Linked DNA regions of Sus scrofa: all the other regions are linked to region 1. The links are chromatin contacts, called in public HiChIP or PLAC-seq and promoter capture Hi-C maps. All regions are on one chromosome and are shown on one strand. Each heading gives the region's core, a stretch centred on a gene start, on an enhancer-like site or on the middle of the called end of the contact. The rest is flanking DNA. Distances are from core to core; before and after follow the strand shown.

Region 1 (3,000 bases), core at 191-2,690:
CAAGGCGGGAGTTACAGGGGACAATCTCCCTCCCAGAACCAGAACCTGAGTATCTGAAAGTCTTGTCATGGTGTGATAAAGGCGTCTATCCCACTGAGCTCCAGTTCCCCAACTACATACTTGATTGCCTTTCCATTCAAAGTCACAGTATCTTGAGAGCAAGTGAAACTTGCTCACTCGGCAGTGCCGCCCCTCCTCTTCTCCAAACCCTCCTGCACTAAGAATAACGTCTGGGCTCAAAAGGACAGAGGCATGGCCATATCTCTTAAGGTCTGGACCCTGGCTATCACTAGTGACTACACGAGCAGGGATGACTCCGGAAGGGGAGGCAGGATCTATCCGAGGAAACGTCTCTGATGCTGGGAACACTACAGTTTGGGAGACAATGTCTCCCCGAGAAGCGGCCAGAATGAAATAGTGGGAGCACTTCAGATGCCACTCCTCAAACTCGTCAAAAGGTTCAAGATTTTCTACGCGCCGGCGTTCTTCTGCGGGGAGAAAATGGCGATAAAACTCATTCATGTCCAAGGCACGGCAGGCAGTCCAGCCGGCCTGGAGAAAGCGCTGCTGCTGGGCCTCCGCGTCAGGAAAGCGGTCCAGGCCATGCAGGGGTGAATTCAGCTGCCGAAAATGTTGCTGCATGAACTGGCCGAAGGCGTCATGCGGCCTCATCTGCTCGTAAACGACAAAAAGCGCATCAGAAAAACACTGGGCGGCCCAGGCGATGAGGGCCGCGGCATTATTCGGCTCGAGGTAGGTCAGCACGGCCTCAGCCAGGAGCAGAGTCGGTGCGGCCGCGTCTAGGCCCGCGGCGGCCAGTGCCTGGTCCAACCGCTGCACCTGCCGCAGGTCCAGCCCCAGGATGCGGTAGTCCGAGCTCTCGAAGCATAGCGTTGACCCGGCGTCCCCGCGCCGGAAAGGCCCGGTTAACGCGCACAGTTCCGGCGTATCTCGAATCCTGTCCGCTTTGCGCCGCGCCACGTCCGGAAAATCCACCTCCCAGACTGCAGCCCCGGGGAGGCGGCCCGCAGCTTTAAGGCGAAAATACAGCGAGTCCGAGCCGGCGCCCAGAGACAGGATCTGGATGTGGGGCGCGCCGAGAGCCGCGCGCGTCCCCTCCAGGAATGCGCATACGCAGTGCCGCATGGCGCGTGCGCGGACGTAGTAGCCGCGGTGGATCAGCGGCGCGCGGCGCACGGACGCCGGAACTAGCAAGGCGGCAAAGGTGTCGTGCACGTACCCGCGCGCGGCCAGGGAGCTCTTGCTGAGGGCGCTGCTGTCATTGGTACTCTGCACTGCTCCCGCGCGACGCTCGCGGCTCCGCGGGCCCATGGCCTGGAGAGTCAGGAGCGGCGGTCCGTCACGGTGGTGAGCTGTCCTTTCGTTCTATACTACCTACCTCGCGGACTTCTGTACGGAAAAATCACCCTCCGTCTGTGCCTCCTCTTCCTTGGACACGTGTGCGTCACTTCCGGGAAGGGTGCAGCTCCCCGATCAGGACTGAGGAGGGTGCAGTTTGTGGTGACAGTCCGCTGTGATTGACATTCCTTTGATTATCCCGGACTGAATCTTCGAGGGAAGACTGCCAGATGCAGCTTATTATGGACACGTGGACTGTTTCTGGGAAGCGTGGGGTGTCGCTTTTCTACAAGCTTTCCTGTCTGAAGTGAAAAATTTACCTAAGTTCTAATAGAGTTCTCAGCTGTTGAGGAAAATCTTTAAGAGGTGAGTCTCTGGGGACCGACAGACAGGGTCTGCGTGGAGTGACTGGTAGAAGTGAAGCAGAGCTAGAATCACTGACTGCGGTGGGCGAGGAATAGGGGTCTTTCATCAGATATTAACTATGAGTACTTAGTAAGAGATCTCATTTAAATCTGAAAACAAGTCATTGAGGCCAGGTGCAAAATGAGGAAACCTTTACAGAGGTGATTCACCCAATAAGTGTTTCCCCACAGATGTGTTCTATTGATTCCCTTGTATTCCTGGCTCTGTGCTAAGCTGACACTAAGGGAACCACTCAGCCTCTGTTTCTGAGCTGTAAAATGACATTCCCTTGCACATTCAAAGTTCTATCTTCTGGGACAGTGTTGAATATGTCTCCAGGAGAGAGAGTCATGGAAGAGAGGTGATTATTCCCTTTTGATATGGTCTGAGTCTTGGTGGTTTAAAATAATCATCAGGTTTCTAATTTGGGTGTTTGGGAGTCATCACCAGTAGGAAATCGCTTGCAAAGATACTTAGGGCATTTGTAACTTATTAATTGGGATTTGGTGACTGACTGTAGGGGCTGAGATGGAGAAGGAAATTAAGATGACTGTAGTATGGTTACCTTGAAGCAGTGTAGCACAGTGGTGAAGGACATGCGTTTTGGAGTCCACATAATTTGGATTTGGATATTGGAACTGTGTCATTTAGATTTGGTGTTTTAAGAGCTTGTAATGACTTTAAGGAGAGCAATTTCTGTGGAGCAATAAGGGCATAATTCACTGAATGGGAGAAGGAAATGGAGGCAGCTCAAGGAGTTAGTTTGGAAGGGAAGAGGGCAGTAATGAAAGGAATGTGGGATAAAAGAAAGTTTGTTTTAATTTTTTTATGTTAAGGTGGAAACAGGTACTATGCTTGCATGGTGGTCCTCTGAGGGAAATTAGCCAGTTGGAAAGAAAGATTGAGGAACAGAAAAGTGAAGATTAACTAGTGGAGGAACAACTGGAATAGATAGGAAGTAATGGGGTCCTGGGCACAAATTAGTCTTGGAGACTGGAGAATAAATCTTCTTTCTCTGATTTATGAGGGAAGAAGGGGTATAGATAAAGATAAGTTTAAGTGTGAGGGAGGGCAGAGAGAAACAGAGAGAGTTCATGCCTGATGGCTTCTGTTCTCTCTGTAAAGCTGGTGGCTGGGTCTCCTAGAACACTTGAGGAGTTTGGAATTACCTCTGAAGGGAGTGGGAGAAGGATTCCCCTGAGCCTTGCTGGGTTTTCAGATATTCATCTCTAAAAT
Region 2 (3,000 bases), core at 272-2,771, 380 kb after region 1:
CACCCATTAGATCGGGCAAATAAAAAAAATCTCATACAACCAAGATTGTGGGTAATATAACAGGAAATAAAAACTTTCAATGCTCTTACAATCCACTGTGGAGAGCAAATGGCAATAGGTAGTTAATTGATGAAGAACTTCTAGGAGTCTACCCTAAAATTCTTAAGGCAGTGCACTAAAGAATGATAACTGCAGCGCTGTGTGTAAGAGGAAAAAAAGTAACAAAACAGCTAATTGTCCCTCAGCAGGGAACAAACTCCATATAATAGACCTCATAAGCAGTTAAATTAATAAGATCTCCATGTATCCAAAGGCACTTATCAAAAAACCACAGAGTTTAAGGAAAAAAAAAAAAAAAGGCAGGTTACACAAGGATAAGTACCTTATATTTAAAAAACAGGAAAGAAGTGATATTATTTTCCAAATATCTTACTGAAAAAACTCTTGACTTTTCAGTCTGACTCCCTAAACAGGTACAGTGTTGCTTCATCCATCTGCACTCACTGGAATCAAACCTATCCTTTAAAGATCAACTTGAGTACCCCAGTCTGAAGAGATTATTCAAAGCGCTTGGTTTACATCACCTATGTAACAGTATTAGGGGTGCGAAAGACTGCACACTTGCTTAGAATAGGTCTCTTTTTGCATGAATCACGTCTACTATGAGTTCCTTAAGGTTAGGGGTACTGTCTCTGTATTAAATTTAACAAATACAGTCACTGCGTTGGTTGAAAGGGATTAAAAAGTTTAATAAGAGAGGGTTCCTGCCTTGAGGAATCTATGAGTTTATGATGCAGTAGAGAGAGATGGACACATAATTACAGTAAGAGTTATAAAAGCATAAACAGATTATGGATAACAAAACTGGGATTGTATCCCGCACAACGCCTTCCAAACAGCAAGCGTTCACTTTATTTATTACTCTAGTTTATTGGTGGAGGCCAAGGGAAGAGGATGCTTGCTGTAGGAGTGAACCGACAGGCTCTAGGAACAAGATGAGGTGGAAATAGTGTGGGTGTTTTTTTCCCTTCTAGGCAACGCGATTGGATGCGAGTTTGATGGCGAAAGAAATAGGGGGCAAGGTCTTAAGGATCGCTGGGGCTGAGGTGGTGGGCCCGGGGTCGGTTTGGAATATGCTAGGGAAACAAGTAAGATCCGACTGGAAAACAGCTCAACACAGTACCTTTCTCATTGCGAACCGGGACGGCCCCAGCCGTAGACTGAATAGGCGGTTGTTTCATGAGTGCGCTTGGGACCGACATTTTGATGGCAGCGGCGGTGATTCCAAAACTTGACTGATTCCAAACTGTGAACAGGTACAACGTCAACGAACAGAAAATCCTCCGCACCAGAGGCCACTGGACACTGCTGCGTACTGATAGAAACACCACTTACGGCTGAGCTAGAAAAACAGGAAATGTACGACTAGAGGATTGTGGGATTGTGGAGGACGTCAGGGAGCCAAAGTCCGTGGAGTCTGTTACTGCGCATGCTCATAAACTCCCTGTCGACCTTAGTCTCGCGGTATTTGGACGCCACTTCTGGCGGGAAATGGCTCTCTGGACTTTGCGGTTAAGACTCTGAGGTCCGCGGAAGACCCGAATTAAAGGTTTCGCTGATTAGGTTCGTTTGAAGCCGAGGAAAATGGCAAAGTGATGAAGAAGAAACCGAGGAGTTAGAGAAGGACAGTGTGTTCAGATTGTTGAAAGCTAAGAATTAGAGTTAAATCGAAATAGAAATCCTGCTAATAGCACCTGATTTTCTCACTTGATGAGACCGAGCGGTTTGTAGTGCGATATTTTTGGGTTACGTCAGGGCAAGTGGTGCTAATTTAGACCAGTGGCAGGAAAAAAAAATCCCCTAAACGGCTTAGAACAATGCCTGAAATCCAAACACTCTTAGGCGTTTCAGTTCTTTCCTTTCTAGAGACTGCCTATTAAAACATATTCTTGGCTGGAATGGTTGTATATGAAAGTCCATAAGTAATTATTAAGCACTTGCTGTATTTACCTCGTTTAGCTCTAAGGAGTATGGAGCATTGTTAAAAGGCTTATGTCTTCCAAATACTTGAATTTTATTTAGGAAGTCTTCAAGGGCTTTTACAGTAATATCAGAAACAATCCCAATTTACTTGCTGGGCTGTGTAAAAAACATAGGCTAATTGAAAGTCAAAACACATTCAGTGTAGAAAGGATTTTATAACTGCTGTGGTGGGGAGGGAAGGGACACATGAGCAAAGTCTTGAAGTACAGAAATTGCATGGTATATATATTAGACACTATGAAAAGTTTGATTTTATCAGTAATTTTTCATTTGAGGAGTGTGAAAGTTCCTGAAGGGCTTTGAAGGATTCGTTCTAAAATTATTTCATCTGTGTTCTAAAATTGGGCTTAGGCTGGGAGAAATACAATTGAGCAAATCTCCATTAAGGAACAATGGATGACTCAAGTAAGCCATCAAAGGAGCAATTTTGAGCTGGAAAGAAAAGGACTGTAAAAATAGAGCAAATAGAAATTTGTATTATAATTTTATCAGCTTCAAAACCGTGCTATTCAGAAGGAGTAAATCTGATGGGAAGGCAGTTAGTTGTTTCTGCTCACGGACATCTAGAGAATAGAAAAAAAAGTTTGATATGACTGTAACTCTTAAATGCAGTGCCCTAAAGTCTTACATTTGGTGCTTTTGTGATACAGAAGCTATTGAGAACTTTCTCCCAGTGTTGGGGCTTTGTAAGGTCATTACTAGAATCCTAACTGGTGGGCAAAATTTAAACCAGCTTAGTTAACTTGTGGGTGAAATTAAACCAGCTTGTTATTGGCTCTTGAAAAAATATCAAAATGCTTCCTTTCCTAGGGAGAAGATAATAAGGTAGCCATAGGGCATAGTTTTCTGGTGGTGGGGTTACAAGGAACTAGGAGTCAAGGTAAAAGGCTGCATGTTGGTTTCGATTTCATTTCCTCTTTATTTCATACGACATCTAAGTGCATCTGAATCTTCTCC
Region 3 (3,000 bases), core at 199-2,698, 370 kb after region 1:
AAGAGACAACTAAGTATAGGAGGGGAAGAATCAGTCCCATGTAAGGGACTGGAGACAGGTCCCTCACAGCCTGTGTAAAGTTCTGACTCTCAAATATCTAAATAACATCTGGACAATGTTTAGCATTGACAGAGGGCTTGTATATAGTAACCCCACTGTTATCTCCATTTTAGAAACTAGAAGCTCAAAGAGGATAAGTATGTGGCTTGTGGTCATATGGCAGGTATAGTAGAAGCAGGGACTTAACTTATTTTCTGTCTCTTTACAGTGCTATTACTCCATCTTGGAATTTCCTTTGCTCAGCTTATGTGTACTTACCTCCCCATCCTCTCCCCACCTAAAGAGTACACACAAACCTATTATGCAGCTGTGCTCGCAGGCTGGTGGGGGAGTGGAGGTGGACCAGCAGCACAGCCTGTAGCAGGTGGAAGGTGGCAGTTCCTGCACATACTCGGTACACAGCCCCAGAGCCACTGAGAACTGGGCAGTGAGAATGGCCAAACAGATGGGCACACAGCCCTGAGGGCATCTGGATCTGGAGGGAAGATACATGTGAGAAATGGCTGGGTGAATCGTTACACCTACTTCCATGAGTATGTCCACTCATTTCCCTCCATCCAAATCTTTTGTCTATCTTAGGGTTTCTCCTTTTATTCTCCCACTTACTCCACGTGCCTTGCCCCAGACTCTTTCCACTACTGTCCTTGACAATAGGAGGCAGCAGACTGCTGAGGCCCCCACATGGAGGAGAATGTAGAACAGGCGGCTACAAGGAGACTCTGTGAGAGGAGGCCACCTAGAATGCCGGCAGCAGGTACAGGAAACAGGCCCACAGCAGGACACCTGAGGGTAGAGCACGTGCAGGGCAGCAAAGCAGAGATGATTTACTGAGGAAGGGCTTACATTAATGTATGTGTGAGGTTAACCCATGAGGCTGAATTCCAAAATTTCCCCCTCCCTTCTCTTCTTTCCTTTTACTCAGGAATTCTCAGACTCTCTGGTTCCAGGCTATTTAGGATTGCCTTCCACTGACATCAAGTAGCGCTTTCATCATAAGAGCTTACCTGCTGGCTTGAGCAGAATTTCCCAAAAGCCTAAGTCACACCTGGCTTCAAACCCTTCCCTGGACCTAAACATCTGGTACCAGGAACATGGGAGGAGAGGTTTAATGATGAATGTTCTTAGAGGCAAAGAAGCATAAGGGCCCCAGAGGAAAGGAAGGCCTATCCTTATTTAAACAGCTCCCCTGGGTTTTTCTCCCCAGCTTTTTAGATTCCCCACTATTTCCTTCCAGTTTTTCAGATAGCACATGCTCTAGGGAGCTCTCTGGCCAAATATCCTCTCACCTGATAGAAGGGAGGGCTCAGTATGACGCTGCTCACTCCACTGTGTTGCTGCGCCAGGCGGGGAGAGGTGCTCGAGCTCGTGACCGCCTTTGCACCCACCATCCTTATCCCAGGGATTAGGCCCAGGTCCACCAGATGGACAGTAGATGAGAAAGGCGCTTTCCTTTGTATCAGCCCACTGGACTGTGCTGAGGCTGGTCACCCAGTTTAAGGCAGAATGGAGGGGAGGGAAAAGAACACCAACCTCCAGGATGTGGTAAATGCAAATGTCCCTGTGAAACTACTTTCTCCCCGGGGGCCTGTTCTTCTCAGATTAGGGAGTGGTTTGGTATCTGGCCTGTAGATTAGCATTCTTAATTGGTTTAGGATTAGACTTTATCCATCTGGAAGAGAATTCCTTGAGGTGTGTGGGCGGATCTAGATGAAGAGGAGGAGGACAGTCTGGAGTGATGACAGGTTAGGCTGGGACACGGCCTGTCAGAAAACAACTCTGTACAAGCCGGAAAGGAAGTCAAAGAGACAACCGGTTTCCTCGTTGAAGCTTCTAGAACCAGAGCACTAAAGAAGGTGTGGTCCAGGGGCAGCCCCGCCTCCTCTCCGGGCGGAAGTTGCGGGGCAGTTACCGGAAGTCCTCATGAGGCGGGGCCGGGCCTGAGGGGCGGCGCGGTGGGATCGAAATGGCGACCGAGGGGGATGTGGAGCTAGAATTGGAGACTGAGACCAGTGGCCCGGAGCGACCTCCCGAGAAGCCACGGAAGCACGACAGCGGTGCGGCGGACTTGGAGCGAGTCACCGATTATGCGGAGGAGAAGGAGATCCAGAGTTCCAATCTGGAGACGGTGAGGTTGGCCGGGAGCTTGTCTGGGCGGGATGAGAGGAGAAAAGGCTTTGAGGCTGTAAGTGGAAGCCCCGCTTCAGGACGTGGCCTGACCCGTGAGGTGGGAGGAAGCGAGAGGGAAGCTGAACCGTCACTGGGGCTCGCCGCTCGCAAAAAGGAGCTTTGGAGATTGGGTTGAAAGTGGATCTCGGGTGTACGGAATTGAATTAAACATAGGCCCTGGTTCCTCGGACACTCGTCGTGAATATACACCTCACCTGCTTGGCACTGGTGTTTGCAGTAACTACATCTGCCTTTTCTATAGGCCATGTCCGTAATCGGAGATAGGCGGTCCCGGGAGCAGAAAGCAAAGCAGGAGCGGTAAGTCTTACGCACGCAATCACCCTACCACCCCCTGCTTTTTCCCCCAGACGAAGGGTATAAAAAAGCCATCGTTAGGCTTTTTATACTTGGTACTGTTCTTCAACTCTAACATCAATTCCTGCAGATCTAAGATTTAGGATTTTACTCTTTTGTTAGTGGAAGGAAAAGCCTCCTAACAACGCCTGCTGCCTGCTGGACATACTCTATGGGATAGGGTGGGATGGGATGTTAAGTGAGGGGGCGGGAGTCTTTTTGTATTTTCAGTCAGCAGTATTTACCAAGTCATTTGTAAGGCACAGCCGGGAATGATCCTTTCTGGGAGTTTAAGGTGGAGGTAGGGATTGAGGACTAAAGTACATGAATATTTGCAGGGAGAAGGAACTGGCAAAAGTCACCATCAAGAAGGAAGATCTGGAGCTGATAGTGAGTAATAATGTCTAACTAGTGTGTGAA
Region 4 (3,000 bases), core at 249-2,748, 260 kb after region 1:
ATCACTGTGGAAGGGAGGGAAGAAGGGAGAAGATAGGTGAGGAAAGAGAGAGGAGCAGGTGGGCAGTCTTTTCAGAAACACATTAGGTCAGATGTGGAGAAGGGCTAGAAGGGAGCGTAAACTGTGTAAGGTCTTTATCCCTTACAATTGTGGTAGTTCTCTAATCTCTTTAACCACCATGCACTTCATGGAAACCCCCATTCATGATGAAAGAGAAGCTTCAGTACAGAGTCCAGGAATACTTCCAACACAGTAAAACCTCTCTGGCCACCAGCAGTATTTCCTTCAATAGTGGACCCCTTAGTTCCTTCTCAATGTAATTTTTTTTTTTTTTTGCCTTTTTTAGGGCTGCACCCACAACACATGGAAATTCCCATGAGCTAGGGTTCGAATCCAAGCTGCAGCTGCCAGCCTACACCACAGTCACAGCCATGCCAGATCCGAGCTGCGTTTGTCACCTACACCACAGCTCATGGCAACGCCAGATCCTTAACCCACTGAGCAAGGCCAGAATCAAACCTGCATCTTCATGGATACTAGCTGGGTTCATAACCTGCTGAGCCACAACAGGAACTCCCTTGATGTAACTTTTAATCTTTCATACATACCCTTATTCTGATACTGATGAACTATGCTGATGCCCTTGTTTTCAGGATCAACTCACTCATACTGCCTTCTTTCTCCAGCTTGCTAAAATGACTCTTCACTGACTCCTCCTAACCACTGCTAACAGGGACTGCTGCCCCCTCCTCCATCACTGACCAACCGATCCAATTAACCATCCAACTAATCCTCTCACTCACTGAGTCTCTAGCCTTAAGCAGTCCTCCAAACCCTCAGATGAGTCACCACACTTGGTAACATATTTATATGGAACATCACTGATTCCCCACAAAGACTGTCTGAGCGCCACTCTCTCCCCACCTACCTCTCTCCAGGCTCACCTTCTCTCCAGCAACCCCTTCCTCCGCAAGATGTGACTCCACTCCCACCCCTCCTCACACAGACCTCTCCACCCTGACCCTCTCCCCTGCAGACTCTCGTGCTCAGCCGGACCCCCTCTTCCTCGTGCAGACAGTCTCACGCCCACCTCTGCTCTCGCTGCCCCTCTCCTCGGTCCTCTCCTCACACAGCTCCGGGTCAGAATTACCACCTCCCCATCCCGACTCCTTTAGCCTTTGCCCGCCCCCGCCTTCCCCGCCTCACTCTCCCTTCGCTGACATTGAGGCCTCTCCCCTAGGTCTCTTCCCAGCGTTGCCCCCAGCTGCTGCTAAGCAGGGCCCTCAGCACTAGCGGAGCCCACTCTACTCAGCCCACCCCCTCAGATACCGCCCCCAGCCCCCAGCCACTCCCCCACCGCCCCCGGCCCTCACTCACCCGCCTCCCTGAGCTCGCGCAGCCGAACCTGCCGGCAGCGACACCTGACAGCGGCCCAATCAAAGCGCGACTTCTCTTCGCTGCCACCAATCAGCGGAGGGCGCGCACCGGCGGCAGAGTCAGGCTGCGTTGGCCGGCGCTACTGCGCGGAGGAGGGTGGCCTCTAGTGGCTCTGGGGAGGAGGTGCAACGTAATGTTCTCTGATTTCTAACTGCGTGGCCGACAGTCCAGATGCTCTCTGTCTAGACAGAAACTTTCCAATGAGAGGAAGGTGGGGTGCGGGGGCACGATGCAGGGGAAGAGGCCCAGTTTACGCCACTGCACCTTCTTGAGGACAAAACCAGGTCTTGTTTGTATTGTAAAATAAAACGATATGTGATAGGCGTAGAGATCCAATGAGTGTTGGTTGCAAATGTTAACGGACTAGAGAAGGCTTGTCTCCAAGGCTGGAGACAAAAACAGCGACAGAAACAAATCAGAAAGTTAAGGGCTAGAACAGAGAGACTTATTTATGGATGGGACAAGAAAATGCATGGACTTGGAAGGCTGAGTCAGTGGATTTCTATCTCCCTACTCTGCTTGCTCTCACCCTCTAGACTTGTTTGAATCCTGGGCCTTGCCTTTAATAGCTGTGGAGCTTTGGACAAGTCACTGAAATTCCCTCAGCCTCTGTTTTCTCACCTGTAAGAGTGTGGGATTAGAAACCCTAATCACAGGGTAGTGATTATATGAAAGTATTTTGTATGTTTGTGTTATTACTAATCTTGCATCCTCACTAAGGTTTTCCTGGTTCAAAACAATTCCAAGTTCCCCAGTTCTTCTCTGCAACTTAGCACTTTTTCAGTCAAATGCCTCATTATACTGACCCCAAGTCGTCCCGAATGACTTGGACTAACCCTAAGAGAAAGAGATTCTGAAAAAGCAGGACCTTATGATCCTTCCCTGCCCACCCCCTGAATCCTCCACCTGCCTTTTGACTGTAGAAAAACTTTAGTCAAGGAGTAAGTTTAATCAGAGACACAAGAAAATGCAGAAGCAAAGGAAAAACAGTCAAACAAGACCAAATAATAATAGTCATTAAGACATTTAGTTCCTTCTCAAGGGCTGTAGATGATATTCTGAGCCATATCCTGTGAGCTGTTTTGTAGGTACTGAGCCCAACTCCCACCATGTGGAAAAAAGTTAACTACATGATGACCAGGCTGTAGCCATGACATGCTACCATAATTCTGAGAACTGGCCTCAAGGAAATGGCAATAAACCCACCCTGAAACTGAAGACTAACTGTACTTAAAACAATCAAGAGGACATTGATCAGACCAGCACATGACCAATCTCAAGACGACTGTCAGAGCTAACTGCTGTTTCTGCCTGTAGCCCCCCTCCCTTTACCTGTAAAAATCTCTTCATTGTCAGTGGGCAGGAGCATTTGGGCTTAATTCCCTCCCCTTTTCCCTTTATTTCGTAGTTGTCAGCCTACATACAAAATAAAGCGAACTTTCCTTTCCACCAACTTTGACTGTTAATTGACTTTAGAGCAGCAAGCAGCCAGACCCCATTTTTGATAACAATACCTCCTCATTACCTATTACAAACTCAAGAAGGCTGAATGAAGCCTATTTC

The links. Promoter capture Hi-C pulls out the DNA fragments that hold promoters and counts their contacts. HiChIP or PLAC-seq counts read pairs in DNA pulled down with a chosen protein or histone mark.
Region 2: a contact with region 1 is called in an H3K27ac HiChIP or PLAC-seq map of alveolar macrophages. The contact joins the promoter of WDR76 here to the promoter of ADAL in region 1. A contact is called at or near these places in 1 of 47 Hi-C or Micro-C datasets (liver) and 1 of 2 datasets of contacts at active chromatin or transcription factors (alveolar macrophages).
Region 3: a contact with region 1 is called in an H3K27ac HiChIP or PLAC-seq map of alveolar macrophages. The contact joins the promoter of SERINC4 here to the promoter of ADAL in region 1. A contact is called at or near these places in 1 of 5 promoter capture datasets (liver), 1 of 47 Hi-C or Micro-C datasets (liver) and 1 of 2 datasets of contacts at active chromatin or transcription factors (alveolar macrophages).
Region 4: a contact with region 1 is called in a promoter capture Hi-C map of fetal liver, with 2.6 times the contacts expected there. The contact joins the promoter of PPIP5K1 here to the promoter of ADAL in region 1. A contact is called at or near these places in 1 of 5 promoter capture datasets (fetal liver) and 2 of 2 datasets of contacts at active chromatin or transcription factors (alveolar macrophages and skeletal muscle).

What each region holds. Positions count from the first base shown.
Region 1 is chr1:128,124,131-128,127,130 of Sscrofa11.1, reverse strand. It overlaps ADAL (adenosine deaminase-like protein), which reads left to right and starts at 1,440. Exons shown (of 10, transcript XM_013993097.2): 1 at 1,440-1,725. It overlaps LCMT2 (tRNA wybutosine-synthesizing protein 4), which reads right to left and starts at 1,457. Exons shown (of 1, transcript XM_003353380.4): 1 at 1-1,457. The coding sequence starts at 1,332.
Region 2 is chr1:127,739,870-127,742,869 of Sscrofa11.1, reverse strand. It overlaps WDR76 (WD repeat-containing protein 76), which reads left to right and starts at 1,521. Exons shown (of 15, transcript XM_021096581.1): 1 at 1,521-1,623. It overlaps MFAP1 (microfibrillar-associated protein 1), which reads right to left and starts at 1,463. Exons shown (of 9, transcript XM_001928118.5): 1 at 1,184-1,463. The coding sequence starts at 1,262.
Region 3 is chr1:127,758,822-127,761,821 of Sscrofa11.1, reverse strand. It overlaps SERINC4 (serine incorporator 4), which reads right to left and starts at 1,448. Exons shown (of 10, transcript XM_013993067.2): 1 at 1,347-1,448; 2 at 357-535. The coding sequence starts at 1,448.
Region 4 is chr1:127,863,985-127,866,984 of Sscrofa11.1, reverse strand. PPIP5K1 (inositol hexakisphosphate and diphosphoinositol-pentakisphosphate kinase 1) reads right to left here and starts at 1,498. Exons shown (of 30, transcript XM_021096881.1): 1 at 1,378-1,498.